2 separate regions of the Mus musculus genome follow, and region 2 is linked to region 1. Evidence: chromatin contacts called from public Hi-C data. All regions are on one chromosome and are shown on one strand. Each heading gives the region's core, a stretch centred on a gene start, on an enhancer-like site or on the middle of the called end of the contact. The rest is flanking DNA. Distances are from core to core; before and after follow the strand shown. Region 1 overlaps Dapk1 (death associated protein kinase 1). Region 2 overlaps Dapk1 (death associated protein kinase 1).

Region 1 (6,723 bases), core at 2,423-4,922:
AGACTTCCCTTCAGGGTGCAATGGAGAATGCACGTGAGTCTGAGTCGGGATGAGGGAGGTGTGCGGCATGGCCTCCTCATTAACAGGTTACCTATGTCTTGGTAAGCTAGGATAATCTGAAGGCAATGCTGTTTGCTACAAGAGCCCAGAGAACTTCCCAAGTACCCCTTGAGGGCACTGTCCTAAATGCCACGGGGGTCTACATTGATGTACTGAGCAAGCGTAGATTAAAACACACACTGGAGGCCAGCCTAGACTACACAGTGAGCTCTAAGACAGCCTAGGCTACATAGATAGACCCCGTCTGAGAAAACAACAGCAACGAAAAACAAAACCAACAAAACGACAACAAATCACAGCAGCATAAAGATAAAAAGGAAAAGCCTAGAGACGGTGGATCTGAGCTGAAAGGAGCCCAAGCCGAGAATTCCAGATGGTCCCAAATCTCAAAATAAAATGGAACACCGAACCACAGCTGTCTGATGCTGGAAGCTGAACGCGGCTCCTCAAAAGGAGTAGCAGGAAGATTAAGCTGCTGCCTGCGGAGCTCTGTAGTCACATCCTCAGAGAAGGAGCTGGGGGAATGAGGGCTCAAAGCCTGTGGGCTCAAACTGACCTGTGGACTGTTAGACAAGGTGACAGTTTGGGTCTGGGCTTTGGTTTTTAAGACAACAGTGTCTGGCAAAGGACACGACCCTGTGGCCTCTCTCACCCTGGGCGTGAGAACACACTGGCAGACACTTGTGGAAACAACATAAACTCTTTTCCTTCCAGAGCCTTTAAAGTGTAACTTCTGGCTCAGGGAATCAGCTTCTAGGAATCTATCTTAAGGAGCTAAGCAGGGGCACTGAGATCTTTTCACAAGAATGGTGTGATCAGGGCCAAGGGCTGATCTGATCACAAGAGACCCACACAGAGTGACCTGACGCCAGCTTCCAAACCAAAACCGTCGCTGTATAATTTCTGATCGGAAAAAAAGACATGCGGCTGTATAGATATGACTTTTGTATTTTCCACAAGGCAGACGACTGGCAGCTAATACAGCAAACGCCAGCCTGGAATGTGCTCTGTGGGGGTCAGAGGTCAGATGCCTACTTCCTCTTTCCTACTCCCTCTTGCCATGCTTCCTATTTTTTTAAACTGTTGCCATGCTGTAGGTTACAGGAAATGAAGTGATGAGGTGCCACGTCCCCGTGCCTGTGGGGAACTCCTCAGCTGATCCTGTTATCTCCCCAGAGTTCCTGTTACTGAAGAATTCTTCCCTCAGTTCCCATCTCTGCGCCAGAGGGTAAATGAAGGAGAGAAAGTGGAAGGAGAAAGGGAAGAGAGAAAGCAGAAATTCTTAAAGTGAAACCAGTCTTTGTGGGGGAGGGGGAACATACATGTGGCAGCCAGAGGTCAACCCTGAATGGCTTTCTCCAGCTGCCGTTTTCCTTGTTTTTTTGTTGTTGTTGTTGTTTTGTTTTTTTTTTTTTTTTTTTTTTTTTGAGGCAGGCTCTTCCATTGGACTGGAATCTGTACATTAGGTGAGATGGGCTGGCCAGCAGACCCAAGGATTCACCTGTCTCCTATGCCAAGGCTCTGGTATTATAAACACAAGCAACATGCCTGAATAGGTCCTCAGGGTTTGCACAGCAAGCACTCTACCTGCTGAGCTATCCTACCTCCCCAGCTCCACAGAGCAGAGTCTTACTTAAAGTCTCAGCCTGAGCTGAAGTCCAGAATCACTGAGTCAGAAGGGGGGCAGGGGGTCCACAAGGAAATATGAGATCCAATGAGGTCTGAGGTTGGTGCCAGCTCTCAGATGCTAATACTGCACATTCAGGTCCTCTGCACATCTGGTTAAAGCACCAATGGCTGGGCCTCCATCTACATGTCTGAGACAGGTCCTGAGAGTCGGTGCTGCCATCAAGTGCTGAGGATGACACACATGCAGAGTCATACATACACAATTCCTCAGGGCTGCCTCTTTGGCCACGAGTTCCACACAAGATTGATATACAAATCCAACTGCTACGTTCTATCATTTCATTCCGGAACTCCTAGACATCAACTGGAATGACAACTCACACACACACATGCACATATATGCACATACATACACATACACACAGACACACACATGCATGCATACATAAAGACACACACACATGCACACACACACACACACACGCATGCACATACATGTACACACATACACACTCATACACACATGCACATACATGTACACACATATACATACACACATATGCACACACACATAAAGACACACACATACACACACATGTACACATAGACACACACACGTACTCACACACCAAGACATCCACAGACACACACATGCATGTACAAATGAAATGTGTGTCACTGAGACCATGCAGGCTGGATCTGTCCCACACAGACCCTGAAGCACAGGCCAGTTCTCCCAATAGCACATGGGAGGCACCTCTGTTTGTACCTCAAGAAACTAAAACCTGGGATATCGAGGAACATGGTGACTTGTCAAGATTGCAGCTATTGAGAGATGGCGCCCGAGAAGTTACCAGGCTTGTCACTATACCCAAGTGGAATTCATGTAGTCAGGCTTACCCGGCAAGCACTTTGACTAGCTGAGCCATCTCCAGACCTTTAATTCTTATTAGTAACAATACATTCAGTACAGGTAGACACTTGCTCTCAGCCCGCCTTTAACACAAATTTTAATGTAGATTCATAGATTCTGCCTGTGTGTTTGTTGGGGAACGGGTGGGTGTATGAAGAATGGGCCCATCAAAACCCAATGAAGTTTGGAACATGCAGAATGCTAATGGTGAGACTGCACTAAAAACGGGACACCCAATTACTGAGCACAGCTGCGTCAAGAGAAAGCAAAACGCTGAATGACCAAAAACACTCCTAAGACCTGTGAGATGTGGCCGCTTTGGATTCAAGACTTAAGGTATTCTAGACCTCCCTCAGGGGGCAAGGCTGGGTCTGTCCTGTTCCCACTGGTACACTGGATCTAGGCTTCTGCTATGCCCTGAACTGTTGTGCATGCTAGACAACTTCTCAATGCCGGGTCGGGTTGTTCTGTTATGAGTTTGGCACCATCAGGTTGGAAGAAAATTATTTTTATTCCTCTCAGGGTACACTGTCTTCTAAAGTGAAAATATCGTGTTTGCTGTTAGGCCAGAGAGAAGGCATGAGGAGATGGAGAAGAGGAGGGAGTGGGGGGAAGATGAGAGAGAGGGAGGGAGGGGAAGGGAAGGGAGAGGAGGAAGACAAGGGGGAGGGGGGAGGAGAAGAAAGAGGGGGTGGGTGGAGTGTTAATTGCCAGAGCACTTATGAATATGCACCTTCACAGACACCCTAAGTGTTTCCTAGGCAGTATATGAAGCAATTTAGAGAGGGGACTCTAAAAATGTATCTGAGTCTTAATGCTGAGATGGTAGTGACACTTGGCCTCAATTCCTGCGGCTATCAGGAAGCTGCTTCGGGACTGTCTGGGCCAAATGCAACCATTACCTCCACATTAAGGGCCAGTAAGGTTTGAATGTCCTGAAGATCCTAGTGAGGCAGAAGTAAGTGTTCACCCCGCATCTGATCTCTTTTACTTTGCCCACAGTCACTGACCTACCGTTCATTGCTTGCTGGGGTGAGCGCTACATTTCGCCACCTACCTTGTGCCCATGTGACTATTTTCTGGACAACAGGATTAAGCAGGAACCTCTACTGGAAAGAGCCCAGAGTATGACTCCCGCAGGGATGGTTCAGGAAATCAACAGCCATACTGACAATAACATCAAAGTCCTATGCTTAGGTGGCAGAATGTCACAGGAAGTGCCCGAGTCCTTGACTTCCCACAGCTGCCACTGTGGACTCCTACCTGACAGATGGATAAACTCTGGTTTTATGTAATCCACTGTCACTCTGCACTGTCCCTGACAAGCAACTCAAAGCAAGCCACCAAGCTTCTGGGAATGAAAACATCTCTAAGGACACCTTCAAAGCCTCATTCACATGGTCTACAAGTCAGTCAGGGTTAGAACCAGAGAGCTTGGGACACAAAGGAACCCTAGCACTTTCCATCGCTTCTTACATTTCTGGACACAGACCTAAAGTGGCGAGTGCAATTGGAATCATCTCCTCCAGCTAGATGTCTGAGCCTTCCAGCAGTGCAGCTCCAGGTGTGCTGTCCACCTCCGAACACACACTGGCCTTTCAGAGTCACACAGCCCACCCACCCCAGACCAGACCCTTCCATCTCCTCATCACCTCCTAGGTTGTATAAGCAAATGACTCTGTGGAAAGCACACCTCCCTGAAACTACCATTTGCATCATGATGAGGCAGAGTGCCAGTTCTAGGCCACCAACAAGTATGCTGAGATGGATGAGCACAGTTGCCTGGCTTTGGTCAGACCACAGATGCTTGGAGAGCTGGTTTTGCTCAGTGGTCTAAAAGCAAGGCTGTTGGCATAATGTTATTGTGCCCTGTGTGACGACTATCCGTGTATCATTCAAATACTGATTTCGGGGCCCTCATATCTTGTTGCAATTCCGACATGGCATTGTAGTGCTTCTTCTAAGAATCTCCTGTCTCAGCGTTGTGTAAACACTGCTCCCCAATTAGCTCTGGTGGGTGGATAAAAAGCTGATCAGCCAATCACTGGGCAGAGGAGATGACAGGGCTGGACTTCCAGTCCCCGCCAGGGCAGGGGTAGTGGAAGAAGAAGGAGAGGTTTCTCCAGGTGGTGAGGGACCAGGAGTCACCATGAGAACACAAATGGAGCAGGCAGAGAGAGCCAAATCAATATTAAAATCCTAAAATCAATACTAAAATACTAAAAGTATATTGGGAATTTGGGCTGGAAAGTAGCTAGATTAGTTTAGAGGGTTAGAATAGATTAATATCTGCTCAGTTATTGTGCCTTAAGGCTTGTTGAATAAATCTAATAGCCTCTGTCTTGATTATCTAGAAGCTAGACAGATTAGAGCAAAAAAAAAAAAAAAAAACTATCACTCTTAAATTTGCACTAACACAAGGCCTGTGTCCTCAGAAACTAAATCCCAGAGTTCAGAGGGGAGATAACTTGTAGAGTTTCTACCAGGCCTAGCTATCTCCAACACAGAAGCCTGCTGCTACCCAGTGCATTCTAGAGACAGCAGCACCAGCACCAGAAATGCAAGACCTCAGTCTAAGCCAGACCTGAAGAACTGGATTCTGCATTGCCTGGAACCTCACAGACTCACTCACAGGCACACTAACATCCTAGAAATGCAGAGTCCCACTCTGCCACTGCCGGGAAGCCTATCTCTCTGCATGCTTAGCAGCTTCCTTTAAAATAAAACCATTTATTATGAGCTGGAGAGGTAGTTAAGAGCGCTAGCTGCTCTGCTCTTCCAGAGGTTCTGAGTTCAATTCCCAGAAAACACATGCTAGCTTACAGCCACCTATAATGGGATCTGGTGCCTCTTCTGGCATGCAGGATACCTGCAGACATAGCACCCATATACATAAATGAGTAAACTTTTGCAGGCCATGGTAGCACGTGCCTTTAATCCCAGCACAGGCAGGCAGATCTTTGCAACCTGGTTTACAAAGTAAGTTCCAGGACAACCAGAGCTCCACAGAGAAACCCTGTCTCAATAAACCAAAACCAAACCAAACAAACAACAAAACACAACAGCCAAAAAAAAAAAAAAAAAAAAAAACCCTAAAAACAAAAACTACACATTGTGAATCTTAAAGTGACAGTCAGCATGTGTACACACTCATGTGTAAGGTCAATGAATGACAGTTGTGTTTACATAATACGAATATCATTAGTTGCTACATTCACTGGGGCAGGAGAGCCAATGGGGAAGAGAGAAGCTAAACTCTGCCCCACTCCCCCTGACGAATGAGAACCCTGGAAATCTTCTTGGTCACGATTGACATCCTGAAAGGCACAAGAAAAATGGGAATTCCCAAATGAAAATGATGAGAATTGGGGTCCTCTTTGAAGGAGTTCACAAATAGCTGGGTAGCTCTCAGAGAAGAAACATCTCATCTATACCTCCAGGTCCAGCAGTGGCATCTGGCAACCTCGGAGAGACAAAAGATAAAGGTGGTAGATGTCCGATGAAACACTGGGGGGCTCCATGTTCTGGCCTGAGTGACCACACACTCCCTGCTGATGGCTATACTTGCGAACAGTGTGAGGCTTTCAAATTGACTTCACCCAAACTGAAGCGCTGGCGGGCAGATGAGCAGCCTCACCACACAACCCTCAATTTGTGTCTCCGGAGCTTCCACAAAGAGGCAGATTGGACAACAGGAAAAAGCCCAATTGCACTTTGAACCTCCTTCTGTCTAATGTCTGACTGCATGTGTGGTGGGGGTGGGGTGGAGACAAGTTTAAGGACTAGATTCTGTGTATCTTCAGAGTTGGTCCTCACAACACCAGATCTAAATTATTTTTTTAAAGATTTATTTATTTATCTTATTTATGAGTACACTGTAGCTCTCAGACACACCAGAAGAGGGCATTGGATCCCATTACAGATGGTTGTGAGCCACCATGTGGTTGCTAGGAATTGAACTCAGGACCTCTGGAAATGCAGCCAGTGCTCTTAGCCATTTTGCCAGCCCAGATCTAAATTATTTATTTGTGCTTCTTTTTGCAATACTGGGATTGAACTCAGGACCAGACTCCCCACATGCTAGACAAATGCTCTCACACCAGCACACACGCCCACATGCA
Region 2 (6,723 bases), core at 1,304-3,803, 68 kb before region 1:
GTGGTCTACCAAGGCACTGGTGATATTCCTCAACCTCCAGCTTAAAAATCAACCACGTCTCCAGATAAGTCCACGTGTCTTCTGGGGACAAAATTGCCAAGCTGTGAATGAATGCTCTCTCCAGGCTGAAACTCTGGCTCAGGTGTGTGTTCCACCCCATTCTTATTATGTATCCTAAAGTCCTGAGATGGATCCAACAGGCAAGCTAGAACTTCTCCTTTGCTCTGGACCGAACTGAGTTCCTTACTAGACACTGTACCTCCAACTAAGAGTTCCCATCAAACCGTCTCATGGCTTCATGGGGTGCCTTTAAGGCATTGAGGAAGAGGTGCAGAATAAAAAAAGCAGCTCCTAAAAGGTGACTAGAGTCTCTGCAGAGTTGGTGGTAGAGGAGAAGCCAGGAGCGCTCAGAATATAAAGGTGACACTAGGGGGTGCTGTGGTGCCACATGCTATCTGTACAGTCATCTCAGAAGCCAGAAAAAAGTTACGGCTCTGGCTGGCTGTCCCACAGGGCAGCATCCGCAGGGACGGGTCTGAAATGTGATTCTGAAAAGACGGCTGTCAGTACAGAACGTACAAGGCACTAAAAACTCCGTACCGATAAGAGAATATGAGAAATATTAATATTCTCAAATTCCTCCTGTTGAAATGAGATTTCACACGCATTGCTGAAAGCCGTTTCGTCTGCTGCTTCTTTAATGCGACTGCTAGAAAATTCAGAAGGACAGACATGCTTTGGCCTTTGTCTCTAAGTGATGTCCCCGGTCCACGGTTATCCCACTCCTCACAAAAAGTCATCACTGCTGAAAGAGGAGGATGCTTGCTTCCCCTGCTAGGAGGCCAGATGCCTACCAGGCTTGCTTACTGATGGGAGCCTCTCAGTTCTGCTTCTAGCATGATCCCTGTAATCTGTACAAGAGTGGGTGGTCACCAAGCTCAGGCCTCCTAACCTAATGCTTTTCACGAGCCACGCCCACTTCCTGACTACTCAGCTGCCAGACTGCACGAGCCACGCCCATTTCCTGACTGCTCAGCTGAGGCAGCAGAGAAGTCAGCTTCACCCACCTCCCAGTCCCCACCCTTATCTGACATCACTCTTGCTCCACCCCCTGCCTACTGATGGTCAAGACTCTTTGATCAGTGCCCCTCTCTCATTTTCTAGAAGTTTCTCTGTGTGGGGCATCTATCTGAGTAAATGACAAGGCTAAGCACAGACAGGAAACACTCATGAGTCTCTCTAGAAGCTGAAAGAGGTGGGAGACGGGAAGGCAGTATAAGCAGGGTGTGGCGGGAGCAGAGAAGACAGCCACTGCGGGAAAGAGTGGGGGGTGGGGGTGGGAGGGGCATGGGCTCACAGAGCAACACAAAGGGACCAGAGACTGCACACACATCTGGATCCAACAGCTGATAGCATCTTCAGAGTCACCCTGGTTTTTATTTTCCCACAAGGCATCATCTGATATATATACACACATATTATACAATAGATATATAATATATAATAAATATAAAAATGCATGTGATGTGTTACTGCAGGATAGCTAACCTGTGGGTAAAGGTTAATGAAGGCACCTCAGGCCTAAAATGTCCTGTGTGGCAGGGGTAAATAAGCATCCTGAGAAATGTGTGCATTCCCTGCACACACTGCTCATATCTGTGCCTGCAGAGACCAGTACTGCACAGAACAGGCCCGTTACATCTTGAGAGTTAACGGTACTGCAAAGACCTACACACAGACAGGGACACACACACACACACACACACACTCTGGAGGACCATGCCAGGCATCTGGGCCTCAGCAGCATGGATAGCCAAAGACAATGCTATATAAATGGATGAGCATAGCTGTGCCTCAGCGAAATTTCATTTACCAAAACAAATGGCAGGCTAGATGGAGCTCTAAGGGCCAGCTCGGTTAAGACTTTGAAGATCTCCAAGAACCTCAGAGCCTTAGGTAAGGTGCAACATCAAACACCATGTGCTCTCCTTCAAGACTGTCGATAAAGTTCAGATCTTCGAATGTCAAGACCACACACACACACAAGTAATTAACCCACCTTAGGCCCAGCAACATATCAAGCAATAGTTCATGGCTACAACTGAACTGCCACTTCACCTTGTTGGCCAAACTCTTATCTATGGTGTTTATTTTATGAAATATGAAGCAAACGGTTTCTTCTGAGGAGTGGGGGAAGGGGGAAGGGCAGCGCTAAGCCTGAAATGAGAAGCCAGAGGAATGGACTATGTCTTACTTAGAAATAATTTTCAATCCCAGCAGCAAAGGCGGACTCTAAACAGTAGACACCAGCCCTTTGCCTCCAGGCTGTTCATGACCCCCCAAGACCACACAGGGGATCCAGCTCCTCCCACAGGGCACTGGGCCTCTTGTACCCTGGGGCCAACGGGAAGCACTTATGAAAGAGAAATCCATACGTGGAATAGAAAGCTAAGAGGCACTGTTGTGTAACACGGTAAACAAAAGGCCAGTGTGAACCAGCGGGTCGCTGGCGGAGCGGGGCTGGCGAGATGAGAAAGGATGAAACATTAACTAGATATTAAACTAGGTCTGTGTGGGCAAATGTTTATGTAACTGCAGTAGAGGGTTAGAGCTTAATAGCAGCCTGTCTGCTTTAGAATGCAGTTGCCAGGCAATACCTTTCTCCCTGTGCCCTTGAGGCACAAGAAGTTTCCATGGCTCTCTGAGGCCAGACACCTGCCCCTGCCTGGTACTCACCGAGGTTAGAGCCTCCACATTGGCGCCCATCAAACAGAGGTAGCGGACCACATCTAGGATCCCGTTGTTGGCTGCAAGGTGGAGAGGAGTCCGACCATACTGGAAAGAGAAAAAAAATACCACAAGCATTCTCATGGCTGCTATCTGTGAAAGCTGGTAGTTCACAGCCATCGTTGGGGAGAAACGGTATTACATAAGGGGACTGGGACCAACAGAACTAAACAAGAGGTTCTAGCTCCCACTGAGGCAGGTCTGCCAGATAGTTTTTCAAGTACTTTGAAGTTGAAAGTCTAGCTCCAAATTCACCTTCAAAGGATGAATGAGAAGGTTAGCCACAGGATAACCAAGTTTCCCGCTGGGCTGGCAGAGAGCGAGGCAAGAGTGTGAGCGCCCAGACACCCATGTGTATCTGCACCACACCGTTCATATTCATGCACCAGGGAGAGAGAAGGAAGGGAGCTGCCAAGGGCACTCTTAGGAGGCCGTGAAGCTTCGAGGTCATGCCTATTATGGTTCGTAGGCATATGGTTCTCAAACTGTGCGCCATACACCTTGGGGTACTGCAGTGAACCCCCAGGAATAGTGATAGCTATCTTGAGGTTTAAACAGTGTGTGGTGAATATCTCCTCCAAGCATCTCACAGCCAGGACATTAGACTGTCGGGTCTCCTCGCATTGGCACCCTGTCTTTGCAGGTTTGCCCTTAGAAGTTAGCAGCCGCCACACCAAGAAGCAATGGTCTTGAAAATAGGGTCCTGAGAGTTGGCTCCATAGTTAAGTGAACCAGCTGCTCTTCTAGAGAACCCAGCACTCCCACAGTGATTCCCAACCATCCATCTGTCACTCCAGGTTCAGAGGATCCAACACCCTGTCCGACTCCAGTCGGCACCAGGCACACTCGCGGTGCAGTCATCCATGCAGACAAAATATCCACACACATAAAGTAATTACTTTTTGACGTTTAGGCTTAAAAATAATCCTGTGGAACAGGAGAGGGAGGGAGGCACCCAATCTATAGTCACGAAAGCTATGCAAGATTCAGCTACCGCACACACCCTTGTGGCTGTAGTCATGTAAGGATGAAGGGAGGACAGGAGACTCCTCTTCTCGGTTGTTTTCTATTTCTCAAAGGTTGCTAAGTCTGGGATCTAGGATGTTCTGTAAATACAACAGTGAAATAGCAAACTCATTGGCTCTGAAGGAGCCATGAATAGAAATCACGGAGCCAGTACAGGGGGTGTCGGAGTCAGTGCTTGGCAATCCCTGCTTGCAGAGCATTTATTGTTTGCATGGGTCAACACATCATCGTTTTAAGCGTTTAGGATAGGAGTGTGTTAGAAAATTAAATCCTCAACATCGCTTATTGAGATTTTCTCTATTAACACGCTGGAGCGTTTCCCTCCTGGCTCTATGAACCTTCAGTAAGAGACAGATCACTGGAAGGGCTGAGACACAATCACATGCTGCATTATGTTATTAGCTTACAGTTAGTGGTGGTTTTGTAAAGATGTATTTTATTTATTATATGTAAGTACACTGTAGCTGTCTTCAGACACCCCAGAAGGGGGCGTCAGATCTCATTATGGATGGTTGTGAGCCACTATGTAGTTGCTTGAATTTGAACTCAGGACCTTCGGAAGAGCAGTCAGTGCTCTTAACTGCTGAGCCATCTCTCCAGCCCTAGTGGTGATTGGTTATCTGTAATGACATCTGTGACACACTATTGAAAGCCCGAATGCTATTCAACTCACAGAGACTCTGCAGCCAGCCTGCAGGGAACAGAAATGGAGGGAGTGTTACAATCCATTCCAGGTGTAGCACCTGGCTATCACATAACTCAAATTCCTTAGTGTTACACCCCAGGCCTTTCGTATCTGGACCTGAGGTCTCCTTCCAGCATTTTCCCCCTTCTCCCATCACCTCTGTGCTCAGGACCTGCAGTCCTGTGCTGTATTTTCACCACCAAATTTAGGAGCTACGCGTGCAGGCTCTGTCTGAAGTCACCTCTCCTGACCTCTCTATCTAGCAGAGTGCTAACTGCTCTGTCACCTCTGTGAAGCTGGCGGATTCTTTCCCCTGTTTCCACAGCACTTCCTGCCTGTCCCGCGCCTGCCCCAGCAAGGGATGGTGACAAGTGAATTTGCTACTTTGTGTTGTGTGCCTGGTTTTCTAAAGGCACACAAGAAGGAAGAAACACCCATGGCCAAATCCTCACCTCCTCAAATGCCTGGGCTGTGCAGTAAGACATTGATCACAGCTGATGCCCAAGGCTCATTCCAGAGGTGTGTGTGTGTGTGTCATGTGTGTGTCGTGTGTGAGTGTGTTTGTGTGTGTGTGTGTGTGTGTGTGTGTGTGTGTATGTGTGCGCACGTGCGCGCACGCGAGAGTGCACGCACAAACTTAACTATCTGTGGGATAAGGGTGGCCTATGAGGTTCGACCTTAGTGATACATGGTGTTGTCCCTTTCTTTCTCTCAATGTTTGCTTGCTATCTCAGCTGAGTTAAAAAAGAACCCGCCCCAGTCTTCAAACAAAGCATAAAGAAATGTCTCCATAAATTGACAAGTCCTTGCCCTCTTAGACTAAGAAGAGCAGGATTTGAATGGTCATCTTTCTCTCTGGAGAAATCTAATCATCTAGAAAGACAGCATGATGGGGAGAGAGTGGCAGCCTGCCTGAGAAACATGGATGTCACTGTGCTATAGCCAATGTAACAAACGGCTCCCCAAGTGGGCCTGAGGAAAGGCAGACTGGACGGATTAGTGGGTTGGTAGTGGCTGGCACTTACTTTCCTGCACAAACTTAAACGTCTCTAGTTTCTCACTTGAAGAAAGAGAAAGAAACGGGGAGAGGGTGGAAAATGGTAAGGGGGAGGGAGGGGGCAGAGGGATAGAAAAAGGAAGGAGGGAAGGAGGTAAGAGGGACAGAGAGAAGGGGTTTGACTATTACTTGTCACCTAGAGTTTCACAGGATAAAAATTGGGTTCAGAACATGATGTGCAGAGTGGGTGGAATCTCTGAAGAGGCGAAGTCTGGGAGCAGGTGAGTCACCAGGGCTGTCCTCTCAAGAGTAGGTCAAACCTTAAAGGACTGGATAGGTTACAAAAAAGCAGCTCGTATAAAGCAAATTCAGCTTCCTCCAATGTCCCTCCCCAATTCGATGTCATTGACCATGCTAGAGCACTGCAAGAAAGCTGTGCGGTGATAGGCAGCAGGTTCCAGTCCACACAAGTCTGAACCGCACAAGGCTTGCTTTCACTTTAGCTGAGCTCTACATAACAGCAGAACCAGCCACCGAAGGCTCCTGCGCTATTCCAGCATAAGACGAAATCAAAATGTCAAGTCCATAGACCACTGTGACCGATTTCCATCAAATGAGTCAAGTTTCCCGTTTGTCCACTTCTGTGGTGCTGTGACTAGGTCCATGGGCTGGATACATGCATCCAGAGTCCCACTGAACCACATCTCAGCCCACACCAGTAGTTTGCAAACCTAGAAACAGGCTTGTCTTGCTGGATGTTTATTTGTGTTAGAGAAAAGCTCTCATCCTGTAGCCCAGGTTTACCTCAAATGAATAATCCTGCCTACACATCACGGGTGTTGGCAGTACAGGTGTGAGCCACCATGCCAACAAAGCTGGACTTCTCAATGAACGTATTTAACAATGTGCCTTTAGACACACGCTAAGACATGTTTTGCTTTGTCTTATCTTTTCTGGATAGTGGGAATTGAACTCAAGGCCTTCCTTGGGCATGGAAAGAAATCAGCTGGTGTAGCCCAAATGCTGCGTGCAGGCTGCCCACTGTGCCTCCAGAGCGAGATCTGAAGGTGGATTAATGAGCACCCATTCGTTGAGGCCACTTTTAAGCCACTGAGGGAATCCTACCTCCTCTTAAGCCACGTACATAATTATCTTGGCGTGGTTCGATAAGGATAAATCAAGACAGCAAGAAGCAGCTACAGCTCAGAGTCAGGGTGTCTCTCTCCTT

The links. A called contact is a pair of places that touch in the nucleus more often than the background predicts.
Region 2: a contact with region 1 is called in a Hi-C map of liver, with 6 times the contacts expected there. The contact joins two enhancer-like sites. A contact is called at or near these places in 28 of 484 Hi-C or Micro-C datasets (the Ba/F3 cell line, LSK cells, bone marrow-derived macrophages and 21 more) and 7 of 115 datasets of contacts at active chromatin or transcription factors (the HPC-7 cell line, bone marrow-derived dendritic cells, differentiating embryonic stem cells and 4 more).

What each region holds. Positions count from the first base shown.
Region 1 is chr13:60,665,205-60,671,927 of GRCm38.p6, reverse strand. All of the region lies in intron 2 of Dapk1 (death associated protein kinase 1), which reads right to left. Among named protein-coding and RNA genes, the nearest start is that of Gm35540, 17 kb to the left of the region's middle. Within about 2 kb of position 3,672, at least 12 of the 459 cell types and tissues checked have an H3K27ac peak or open chromatin away from gene starts, as enhancers often do. A contact at or near this core is called in double positive thymocytes and liver, where this site is marked.
Region 2 is chr13:60,732,356-60,739,078 of GRCm38.p6, reverse strand. Dapk1 (death associated protein kinase 1) reads right to left here. Exons shown (of 26, transcript NM_029653.3): 18 at 2,737-2,835. Among named protein-coding and RNA genes, the nearest start is that of Gm35540, 50 kb to the right of the region's middle. Within about 2 kb of position 2,553, at least 48 of the 459 cell types and tissues checked have an H3K27ac peak or open chromatin away from gene starts, as enhancers often do. A contact at or near this core is called in double positive thymocytes and liver, where this site is marked.